Regions from separate parts of the Pan troglodytes genome. Here region 2 is linked to region 1. A link is a contact called in public HiChIP or PLAC-seq data. All regions are on one chromosome and are shown on one strand. Each heading gives the region's core, a stretch centred on a gene start, on an enhancer-like site or on the middle of the called end of the contact. The rest is flanking DNA. Distances are from core to core; before and after follow the strand shown.

Evidence for each region. HiChIP or PLAC-seq counts read pairs in DNA pulled down with a chosen protein or histone mark.
Region 2: an H3K4me3 HiChIP or PLAC-seq map of stem cell-derived excitatory neurons shows a contact between it and region 1, with 2.6 times the contacts expected there. The contact joins the promoter of TMEM209 here to the promoter of KLHDC10 in region 1. A contact is called at or near these places in 1 of 7 Hi-C or Micro-C datasets (stem cell-derived neural progenitor cells) and 1 of 1 datasets of contacts at active chromatin or transcription factors (stem cell-derived excitatory neurons).

Annotation. Positions count from the first base shown.
Region 1 is chr6:145,430,867-145,437,139 of NHGRI_mPanTro3-v2.0_pri, reverse strand. KLHDC10 (kelch domain containing 10) reads right to left here and starts at 4,022. Exons shown (of 10, transcript XM_519376.6): 1 at 3,747-4,022. The coding sequence starts at 3,912.
Region 2 is chr6:145,563,368-145,569,505 of NHGRI_mPanTro3-v2.0_pri, reverse strand. TMEM209 (transmembrane protein 209) reads left to right here and starts at 1,259. Exons shown (of 15, transcript NM_001280210.2): 1 at 1,259-1,322; 2 at 2,586-2,722; 3 at 2,850-2,908; 4 at 4,037-4,168; 5 at 4,610-4,851. The coding sequence starts at 2,586.

The sequences.
Region 1 (6,273 bases), core at 2,773-5,272:
CCAAACTCACTAGACACTAATGTGTTAATATATAATGCCAATGCATTAATTTAGAATTTTAAAAATATATGTATATGTATATGGCATATATATACGTATATGTGTGTATAGGTATACGCACATACATCTCAAGAGTATCAAATCATGCATATCAAGGAATCACACACAAATGGTAAAGTATGCCCAAGGAGAGCCACATGATGCTATGAGTGTTACAGAGAGAAGAGACCAAGTCAGAAAGTCACGGAAGGCTTCCATGTAAAAAACATTTTGATCAAACTGAGATCTAATGGAAGAGAAGTTAAAACAAGAGAATGGAATGAGGAGTAAGAAGGTTCTTGGATGACGGAAAAGCTTGTGCAATGGACCTGGGGCAGGAGGAAGCATGATACATCCAAGGGGGCAGAAAAAGATCAATGACCAAGAGAACGTAACACAGGATTAACTGTAGAGTTAGAGACGAGTCAGACGACACAGTGCCTTTGAGGCCATGTTAAAGATTTTTGCCTTATCCTAAGAGCAATAAAAAGGTTGTGAGCAGGGATGAGAATGTATTTGGGCTTGCAAAAAGACTGGTGTGCTATATGAATTGAAGGGCAAGAGTAGAAGCAGGAATACTGCTTAAAAAGCTCCTGCAGGAGACCTAAGTGAGGGATGGTGGCACCGTGGATTGGAGTTATGGCAGGAGTAAAAGAAACGGACTTGGTAAATGATTACACCTGAAGTGCAAGGGAGAAGAAAATATTGAGGAGGATGCCCAAGTTTCAAGTTTGCATAACTGGATGGATAAAGAAGCTATCACTGAAGGAGAATGAGAACACTCCAGGAAGACCAGGTTGTTTTGTTTGGTTTCATTGGGGGCTGGATGGAGGGTTGAGATGTAAAAAGTAAGAAAAGGTTCTAAGTATCAGTAACTGGAAGTCTTGGTAGAGAAGGATGAAAAATGGAACATGGGGCTGGCTGGGCGCTGTGACTCACGCCTGTAATCCCAGCACTTCGGGAGGCTGAGGCGGAAGGATCACTTGAGGCCAGGAGTTTGAGCCCAGCCTGGCCAACATGGCAAAACCCCATCTCTACCAAAAATACAAAAAATTAGCCGGACGTGGTGGCCCGCACCTCTAATCCAGCTACTTGGCAGACTGAGACAGGAGAATTGCTAGAGTTCGGGAGGCAAAGGTTGCAGTAAGCCAAGACCGTGCCACTGCACTCCAGCCTGGGCCACAGAGTGAGGCTCTGTCTCAAAAAAAAAAAAAAAAAAAAGACAAATAGGATTTAGAGGTCAAAAGAGAGAGACAGTGAGCTATACTATAGTTTTTTTTTGTTGTTGTTGTTGTTTTTTAATGTTTAACTTGAGATGTGGTCTTGCTTTGTTGCCCAGGCTGGCCTTGAACTCCTAGGCTCAAGTGATCCTCCCACCTTGGACTTTCAAAGTGCTGGGGTTACAGATGTGAGCCACCACGACCAGCCGCTATAGTACACTCAAAAAAATAAAAAATTTGGCTGGGCGAGGTGGCTCACGCCTGTAATCCCAGCACTTTGGGAGGCTGAGACAGGCAAATCACCTGAGGTCAGGAGTTCAAGACCAGCCTGGCCAACATGATAAAATCCCGTCTCTACTAAAAATACAAAAACTAGCCTGGCGTGGTGGTGGGCGCCTGTAATTTCAGCTACTCAGGAGGCTGAGGCAGGAGAATTGCTTGAGCCTAGGAAGTGGAGTTGCAGTGAGCCGAGATCGCGACACTGCACTCCAGCCTGGAGAACAGAGCGAGACTCCATCTCAATAAATAAATAAATAAATAAATTTAAAATAAAAGGTTTTATCTCCAAGGCCCGTCAACCAAGCCTAGACATCCTATTCCTTCCCATCACCTAAAATATTTTAAAATCTATCAAAATGCAAGAAAAGGGAGAGGTTTAAAATGCAAAACCTAGCAGAATAAAGAATTGGTATGAAAGAATTTCAAACTACATAATACATTGAGGTATCAGATGTGTCCCAATTTTGAGAATGAGTAAAGGCGCAATGAAGTGTCAGTCAAGAGAAAAGGGAAGCAGAAAAAAGAGACTGATGACCCTGCTTTACAAATTTTCACAGTTTAGACACGTTTATCTTTACCTCCGGATAAATGGCTGTTCTTGGTCTTGTGTGCTAAGGGAATGCAGAAATAGCTCCACACTGAAGCCCCTTAGCAGAAATCATGGCTTCCACTGCCATCACGTGGTTGAAGTGAGGAAGTGCACCAAGGAGGTTCTAGGAACCTAGGAATGCCTACTTGAAGCCCATGGTATAATTAATCCGTGATCAAAGACCTAAAGATTGCAGTAGTAGAGGGCAAACTGGTGACAGTGTTTGCTAAGAGATTCATCTTCTAAGCTGTCAATACACAAAAATCTAAGTTTTTATTATTAATTGGGAGTAAGAAAAAAGATTGCTCCTTTTTTCTTTTTCATGTTAAAGATCATATATTTAGCAATTCTAGGATGCCCAGTCTGATATTAACGTCTCAAACCCAACTTCTGGTATATTATATGACTACTTACAAATGCCTCGATTTAATGCATATAAATGGGGTAATGTACATTTCTAGCACACATCAATAACCTCATCACGAACATAAGCAATTGTCTCATTAAATGTGCTAAATTCCCTTTGTCATCTTCAATTTAATCAAATAATAATTTTTGACTAGAAGTATAAGGCACAGTCTTAAGCACAATTCAAAAAAACCAATTCATCATGTTCTCAAAACTCATCAGCTAAACAAATATATCACTAATATAATCAATATTATTCACAAAAAACACGATGAATAATTAACACATCATTCCTGATAGTTCTTTTCATAGTAAAAATAAGCTTGCCCAGTGGGATATTTGACGTTCTCTGCATTATTTAATTCCCTACCTTCCTTCTACTAGATTGAATATTCAATTACAAACGTACCTCTTTAAAATTGTCTACACATACATATCCACTTGATTTTATTTTGTTTTCAAAAGCATCTGAACTCAAGGCTAGGGCACTGTAGACCAAAATGTCAAATAATTGTATTGGGTACATTTTTCCAATTCTCAGTTGTTTTTATATTGGAAACACAGCATAATTGTGTCACTAAGTATATTTTTGATCTTCACTTTCTCCCCTTAAAACCTAGACACCATTATCCTGTCTCTGAACATTCCAAAATATTAATAATCCAACTAGTTTTCCCTAATCCTCTAGGTTCTCTTTCCCATACACTCCCCAAACACTCCCCCACCCCTTTCTTCCGTTTCAGAATGCCTCTTACACACACACCCCGTGTAGTTTTTACAAAATCACTCCTTGGAATGCGCTTCCCTCTTCTCTCCTTAACTTGGCACCCTTTTTGAAATAATTTCCCACAGCTAGGCGCCAATGTCTTTCATTTACAAGATCAAACTGCGGAAGGGGAAGAGATTGGGAATCGAGTAACCGAAACATTTGGAAATGTCAATGAGACAGTGGCCTCTCCTTTGAAAAGAAAACAAAACTCTCAGCACAGAGCTTTCAACAGAGCACAGATACTTTTCTTCGCTGTGCTCCTGTTCCCTCCCTGACCTCAAAGACACCTTCCCTTTTCTCTGATCCCCAGTCCCTCTGCTATGCGTGGGGCCTGCCTTTCCTCCTCCCAAGGAAAAGAAAGCCAGGGAGAAAAAGAAAAGGTAGCAGTAACCTTCCCGCCCGCCGCGCCCGCAAGCGGTCAGGACCCTGTCCCACGACTCACCTGGCAGGTGCGGCCGCCCGGAGAGTTGCACGAAGCGGTTGAGCTGGCCAGTCCCCCGACCCCCGCTGCCCCCACTGCCCCCGCCGGCCCCGCTACCTCCGCCACCAGCGCCGGCGGCGCCTCCTCCCCTCCGGCGGTTCCTGTCCCAGCCCTGGGCGGCCGACATGACCCGCTAACGATTGCCGCAGCCCGGTCCCGTCAGCGCCTGACCCAGCGGAACCAGCGGAGCCTCCTTCCTGGGCTCCTCCAGAGACCCAGGAGACAGGGGAAGGGGGCAGCGCCCGGTCCCACCAGAGACCAATGACTTACCGCCTTGGTGAAAGGCAGCCAATGGTCAGTCGTTTTCTTGGTAGGTGGCGGGAGGCGGAGAGAAACGTGGTAACCATAGCTATGGCTAAAAAAAAAAAAAAGTAGGGGGAGAGAAAGGCAGAAGCAGCCACTCCTAGCTCTCATCGTCCGAGCTGGGCTGGCCGGCGTTACCCCGACTCCTGCGGGGCCAGGCGGGCCAATCGAAGGCCGAGTGTCAGAGGCCGCGCCTGCGGAAAGACTCCCGGGGACGGCCAGTGCCTCAGTCTTGGTTAGGATTCAGGAACTTTTTCCCATAAACATTGCAATCAGACACTGGATATACGCATAATACACATATTTGGGGGCAAGACGGTATTCTGCCAGCTTTTCAGACTGAGATCCCATTCACTGACGGTTGACACACACAAAGGGCTTGCTTGGGGTCCGGGTAGGTGAGGGGACCCAGGGGCGGAGTCAAAGCTAAAATGTAAGAACCAGATATTCCTGGGTTTCATTTGTCTTTCAGTCGGATTAGCTGCATTCGTCCCTGTATAAGCCACGTCCCAATCAAACAGTTTTAAACCTGGTTAACAAATATGGGAAAATGTTCACTCTCACCTGTAATCTTAGAAATACAAAATAAAACCCCGATGAGAAACCATTTCTGGTTTATTACATCAGTAAAGACTTTTCAAATAACACCTGGCAGTGTGTGGAATGCCAAGAAAAAGGTATTCTCATAGATGGCTGATGGCTCTGTAAATATTTTTGTTCGCTCAAACTCCTTTTGGCTAGTAGAAAATTTTAATCAGCTTGGAAGATATATAATCAAAAGGAAATGTAAAATTAAATAAAAGGCAGCAACGGGTATGGAAGATCAAGATCAAAGAAAATTTTTAATGTGCCGATCAGGAGTTTCTATTGTTCCAAAATTAAACAGAAATTTTGGCTTGAAACTTACTGGGCGCAATGCAAACTGGGAAAACAGACTATACACTGATGTTTCTGAATGATACGGAAAAAGCATATCAAATTCCTCAAGGGAAACAAAACTTTTCAAGGTCCTTAGATGTGACAGATTTTTTTTTCTTTTGCATTAGAAGAACCTTACATGGTTGCAGAGAAAAAAAAGAAACTCTGCTGGAGCTGAGGACAAATACCCTTTGTACCTGGTGTGCAAATTTCTGGTCGCCACTGGCACTGCCTCCTTGTTTTCCTACTTCCAGTCCCTGTAGGCAGAAATGTTTTAGTCACTAGCACCATAGCACACTGCTTATGAAAATGTTTGAGACTTGAAAAAAAAAAAAAAGCCTATGGTTCTAAAATATAAAAACCAAAATTAATATATGTTAACTCCTTTTTTTTTTTTTGAGACGGAGTCTTACTCTGTCGCCGAGACTGGAGTGCAGAGGCATGATCTCGGTTCACTGCAACCTCTGCCTCCCAGGTTCAAACAATTCTCCTGCCTCAGCCTCCCAAGTAGCTGGGATTAGAGGCATGTGCCACCACACTCTGCTAATTATATTTTTAGTAGAGATGGGTTTTCACCATGTTGGCCAGGCTGGTCTCCAACTCCCCATCTCAGGTAATCCACCTGCCTTGGCCTCCCAAAGTGATGGGATTACAGGTGTGAGCTGCTGCATCTGGCCAGTTTTTTATGTATATAGGCAAAATGCAGTCTTACACATATTACATGTTTAACCTGTCTAATCCTCACAGAAATCCTATGAGATGCTGTTTTCCCAATTTGCAAAGCAAATTTGTAGAGATAGGGCAGTGTGTGGGGATGAGGGGGTGGTTTTGCCTTGTTGCTCCGGCTAGTCTAGAACTCCTGGCCTCAAGCCATCCTCCTTCCTTGGCATTCTAAAGCATTGGGTTATAGCCATGAGCACCACGCCCAGCCAAAGTAGATTCTTAAGTAACACTTTTTAATTAATCAACTGGGAGAGATGAAATAAGAAAATAACATATAAAGTTTTGGTTGGGCGTGATGGCTCATGCCTGTAATCCTAACACGTTCTGTAATCCCAACCCTTTGGGAGGCCGAGGTGGGTGGATCACCTGAGGTCAGGAGTTCAAGATCGCCTGGCCAACATGGTGAAACCCGGTCTCTACGAAAAATTCAAAAAAATTAGCGAGGCGTGGTGGTGGGTGCCTGTAATCCCAGCTACTCGGGAGGCTGAGGCACGAGAATTGCTTGAACCCGGGAGGCAGAGGTTGCAGTGAGCCGAGATCGTGC
Region 2 (6,138 bases), core at 10-2,509, 140 kb before region 1:
TAGAGCAAAACAACATTGCTGCTAAAGCAATCTAAAAATGATAAAACTTAACAGCTCTTCAAGAGCACAGCATACCTGCCGATTTTCATTAATATACAATACCACGTGGTATTAATCTTAGGATCATTTTAGGAAAAACTTTGGCCATTGGACATACATGATGTAATCCACTAGCTTACTGTGACATGGCTTAATGTTTTTATTAGGAGGCACACTTCAGAACAAGTCCCCAGGCCCTGGGTTTCTGGCCGTGGACTCTAACGCGTCATCTCCTCCAGGAAGCTCGCGAGAGCTGGGGCTGGGCTGGACGCGCCTCCTTGGGGAGCACTGCATGCGCCTCCTTGGGGAGCACTGCATGCGCCTCCTTGGGGAGCACTGCATGCGCCTCCTTGGGGAGCACTGCATCCACCTCACCTGCCACCGAAATGCATCTGTGGACCTCCGCTGGGGTTGAGCTCCTCTGGGTAGTAACCAGGAAGGTCTTATTTTCTATATCCGTGCGCCTGGCTCAGCGGCACACTTGTAGGTATTTGTGCTAAATAAAACAAAGCTCAACCTTTTCCTCAGGATGAGCAGCTCTTCCAAAAAATACATACGAAAATGTGTTATTATTTTTAACCTCAAAACCACTAGCAACTTCAATAAAACAAATTTTGGGTGTGCTTGTTATTGCTGCACCCTATTAAACAGATTAAGAATTTAGGCCGGGCGCGGTGGGCCACGCCTGTAATCCCAAAAGGCGGTGGGAGGCCAGCAGGCGTTTGGGAGGCTGAGGCGGGCGGATCCCTTGAGGTTAGGAAATCGAGACCAGACTGGCCAACATGGCGAAACCCTGTCTCTACCAAAAAAAAAATTACATGGGGTCAGGACTCTTGACATAGATACTTTAACACAGGGGAAAGAAATGCTTTGTCACTGATGGTGTCTGGCCACTTTATCACGCCACTCTATCCTACGGTGAGCCGCCCTAATCAGTTTACACATGTGAGTCCATAAATGCCCTAGGGAAGCTAAAATTATATTAATAGATACAAAATTCAGCTTGTTACAATTATTACTTTTTACTGCGGGTTCAGAGCCTGGTCTGAATTTTGCTGCTTAGCTTTCTCCCGCAGCTGAGTGGGAGCCGCAAAACCGAGACCTGTTTCCCTGGTAACGCTCCGAGCGCCTGGGCCTGCGACCCCTCCCTTTCTCGCGAGAAGAGACTGCCCCGTTCTTCCGGTAACTTTAGAGCCGCTTGCCGGTGGCCTCCCGCTTGAGCTTGGCTTTGCGCATGCCCAGAGAGAGTGGCGCGAGCCTGCGCTTTCCGGCCAGAGGACATGGTACGTTTTCGGGGTCGTGTTTGTGCTTCCTGTCTTGGAATCTACGCGGGTTGTGGGAGTTCCGCGCCTGCTGATCTGTCCTGAGTTCAGCCAAGGGGGGATGTGGCTAGGCGTTCCGCCTCTCTAGGGGAAGGGAAGAAAGAAGCAATAGGGTTGCTGAAGTTCGTGCCCAGGAGCCGGGGAGGGAAGCTCTGGACTGGGAAATTGGGACGCGGGGGCTGAGTGGCGCGAAAGCTATTGCTCTCTCCTCTGTGGGATACGACTGCTTGTCGCTGGAACAAGTTTTGCACGGTCTGTAAGAGTTGAGCCTAGCTGAAGAAAGGAGGAATTATAAATCCCAAATGTGGACCAAAACAATGCACGTTTTCCCCTCTCTCCCTCTTACTCCGCTCACCACCCCATCATAAGTACGTGCCCTTCTAAAACTTGGATCCTTGTCCTTTATCCACACACAAAAGGGAGAGCCCTGGAGTACAGCTGTCCAAGTGCAGAGTTGTTTAGATAGTAATGGCGTCTGCATGAGGATGTAGAACAGTCTTTATGACTTACAGCAGATATGGAATATAGTCTCCCAAAACTTGACATTTTGAGTTTCTGAAATTAGCCTTTTGCCTAGTCCGTGTAACATACCCCAAAGACAAAATACAAAGTATTTCTAGACATAACCCTTAAATTACAAAATAAGACATTTTTATGTATTGGAAGTATTAAATTGTTCTTAAATAACCAGCCACGTCTGGGCGCGGTGGCTCACGCCTGTAATCCCAACACTTTGGGAGGCCGAGGCGGGTGGATCACAAGGTCAGGAGTTCGAGACCAGCCTGGCCGAGATGTTGAAATCCCGTCTCTACTAAAAATACAAAAATCAGTCGGACGCGGTGGCGGGCGTCTGTAATCCCAGCTACTCGGGAGTCTGAGGCAGGAGAATCGCTTGAACCCGGGAGGCGGAGGTTGCAGTGAGTCGAGATCGCGCCACTGCATTCTAGCCTGGGAGACAGCAAGACTCCGTCTCAAAACAAATAAATAGATAAATAACCAGCCACTTCTCTGTTGATTACACTGTGATGCCAATTAAGTTACGTATAATTTTGGGTTCCCTTTTCATATACTGATATTAAAATGGAAGAAGTTTTGATAAAACATTTTAAAGATGAGAGAAGGTATATGCGGTTTCAGTTACCTTTGTAAGGGATGCAAAATTTGGTTTTTAAATGGAGCAATAGTTTCTTCTGGTTAATTCCTGTGCTTTTTGTTTTTTCATAGATGCAGGGGGAGGCACACCCTAGTGCTTCCCTTATTGACAGAACCATCAAGATGAGAAAAGAAACAGAGGCTAGGAAAGTGGTCTTAGCCTGGGGACTCCTAAATGTATCTATGGCTGGAATGATATATACTGAAATGTAAGTGAATCAGTCCAAAAAAAGTGAAACTTTAAGAAGCCAGTGGCTGGTTCCACAGGTTTTTGTGTTTGTTTTTGATTTTTGGTGTTTTTAGGTTCACTGGAAAGCCTTTCTAATTTTTTTTCAGGACTGGAAAATTGATTAGTTCATACTACAATGTGACATACTGGCCCCTCTGGTATATTGGTAAGTAAGTAATTTTCACCGTAACTTACATTTACCAATAAAAAACTGCCTTCAGGTTTAATTCAGCTTAGTATACATTTCCTTATTCAACAAGTATTTGACTGCCTGCTGGGTTGTAAAAACTGGGAATACAGCAGAAAGGGAGCAAGGTAAATCCCTGCTATTATGAAAGGAACATTCTGTTAGACAATCAGATTAATAACACTTCAGGTAATTATGAGTTCTGTGAAGAAAAATAAGTTTAGAGGTTAGTGAGATTTGTTTTTATTACTCTCCTGAAATGCGCTTTCTGTGTCTCTACCTTTTTACTTTTCAAGACCAGCCCAGATTTCTGCTCCATTGATGCCTTCCTCAGTTTTCACATTCTTTCCTCTCTTCTTGTCTGCTCTTCCATAGTCATTGGGTATAAAGAGTCTTTATGGATGTTAAAGTAAATTTCATAGTCTATACACATTAATCTAAAGTCTTTCACAGGGAGATAGTGTGCCAAGTTGGGAGAGCAAGGGATTTGCAATCAGCAGACCTCGGTTAGAATCATGGCTTCACTAACTCTCTACTCTTGTAAGAGTCACTTGGCTTCTGAATAATGTTGGTTTATATTTAAAATGAAGGTGAAAATATTTATTGTACAGGGTTGCTAGGATTAGTGCTATTTTGAAACTCACTAGTAAATTACCTACACATAATTTTTTTTTTTTTTTGAGAAGGAGTCTCACTCTGTCACCCAGGCTGGAGTACAGTGGCACAATCTCAGCTCACTGCAACCTCCACCTCCCAGGTTCAAGCAATTCTCCTGCCTCAGCCTCCCAAGTAGCTGAGACTACAGGTGTGCGCCACCACACCTGGCTAATTTTTATATTTTTAGTAGAGATGGGGTTTCACTATGTTGGCCAGGCTGGTCTCAAACTCCCGACCTCAGGTGATCCACTCGCCTCAGCCTCCCAGAGTGCTGCAATTATGGGTGTGAGCCACCATGCCCAGCCACCCTACACATAACATTCATTAAATTATAGTTTTTATGAGGAATAAGAAGGTAATTTTAGTTTGCTAAGTATAGAGGGTTTTTGTGTTCTCCAATAGATGCCCTCCTCACCCCCCTTATTAAAAAAAAAAATTGTTCTCTTCCAGAGCTTGCCCTTGCATCTCTCTTCAGCCTTAATGCCTTATTTGATTTTTGGAGATATTTCAAATATACTGTGGCACCAACAAGTCTGGTTGTTAGTCCTGGACAGCAAACACTTTTAGGGTTGAAAACAGCTGGTGAGTGTTTTATATCTCTTGCAAAGGTGGGGAAAAGGTTGGCAATAAATCTTTCTCAGTTTAATTTTCCCATTTCGTAAACTCAAAGCTGGAAGGGACATCAGCTATCTTAAGCAGGATACAATAAATTGTCTTATGACCAATGATTATCATTCCTACTTGTATACATTCAACTATTTCATGGAAGTTTGTTCCATTGTTCAGGTGCAATTAAAATTAAATGACTAACTTGCTGAGTTGAAACCAGTTTCTAATTTTGCACTCTGGAAATGGTAAACACGTAATTTGTGTCCTTTGGTAATAATACATTCTGTGATTTAACAACCAAGTAACTCTGTTAACTTTTTTCCCTTAAGAGAAAGACTTAGTTGCTTAAATATATTTTCGTATAATTTTATTTGAAGGTACATACACATATGTTGCTTTTTTTTTTCCTTCTAGTTGTACAGACTACGCCTCCGCATGATCTGGCAGCAACCCAAATCCCTCCCGCTCCACCTTCCCCTTCAATTCAGGGTCAGAGTGTGTTGAGTTATAGCCCTTCTCGTTCGCCCAGTACCAGTCCCAAGTTCACCACCAGCTGTATGACTGGTTACAGCCCTCAGCTGCAAGGTCTGTCCTCAGGTGGCAGTGGTTCTTATAGCCCTGGAGTGACCTACTCGCCCGTCAGTGGTTATAATAAGGTAATGACTCTCTTCTCTTGTCTAGTCACATTATTTTAGAATTGAGAGGTATACTAAAAATCATCTAATGAGTCAAAACTTATCAGTGAGCAAACTGAGAGTTGATTTGCTCAGAACACCATTTAAAAACCAAGAATAGAACATAATATCTTAAACACAACATCTTAAAATGAAAGAGAAAAAATTAGCATTTACAGAGATAACAAACTTAGTGCACCATCTACGATCTTTCAGCTGTCTTTAAAACAAGTTGAAACCAGGATAATTTTTTACTTTAGTTGCTTTTACTCCTGTTTTCCCTCTTGCTTTCCTTCTTCGTGTGAGGCCTTTGTATACCTTTTTAGAGTTTTAGTGTGGTTTATCATGTTGGAGTGTCTTCTAAGCTAAAAGCTGGGATTGTCACATAGTTTCTTTTTTTTTTCCAATGAGTACAAATGATTCTTGAATATGGACGCTTTCCATGGAATAGTAGGAACCTTCATTTCCACTCCCACAGTAATGTGAAATTTTGTTCTAATTTTTAGGATTAATAGAAACAGGATTGACAAATTGAAATTTTGACTCCTTCTTGAAGCATAAAACTATTAATATAAGAGGGGCGTTGAAAGAAGAGTGGTCATTTCAGATGCTGTCGCTACTGTGTTGGACTAACATCTCTGTAGCTGCTAGTTAAAAGAGGAGTCTCTGGAGATGAAACTGACACATTCTCTGCCCTTATCCATTTACATATTTCTTTTTTTTTTTTTTTTTTGGAGACAGAGTCTCCCTCTGTTGCCTAGACTGGAGTGCAGTGGGGTGATCTCAGCTCACTGCAAACTCCGCCTCCCGGGCTCATGCCATTCTCCTGCCTCAGCCTCCCGAGTAGCTGGGACTACAGGCGCCCACCACCGTGCCCGGCTAATTTTTTATATTTTCAGTAGAGACGGGGTTTCGCCATGTTAGCCAGGATGGTCTCGATCTCCTGACCTTGCGATCCGCCCTCCTCAACCTCCCAAACATTTACATATTTCTTTGTAATGAAATTCCGTACTACTGGTTATCCAATATTAAAATTAATTTTGGCAGGTAATAGAATTTTGAAAATTTTGTACAAGTTAAATTTTTATGAGAAAGTATATATGTAGTGAAAATTAATAACTCATAGGTAAATGTGACTTTTAAAAATAATTTTTCACAAGATGATACTATATGATCCTTATAGAAAATTGGAAAAGTAAAACAGAAGGAAAATTATTATAGTCCTGCCACACAAAAATAATCTGTTTAATGGCTATTTAATACTCATCT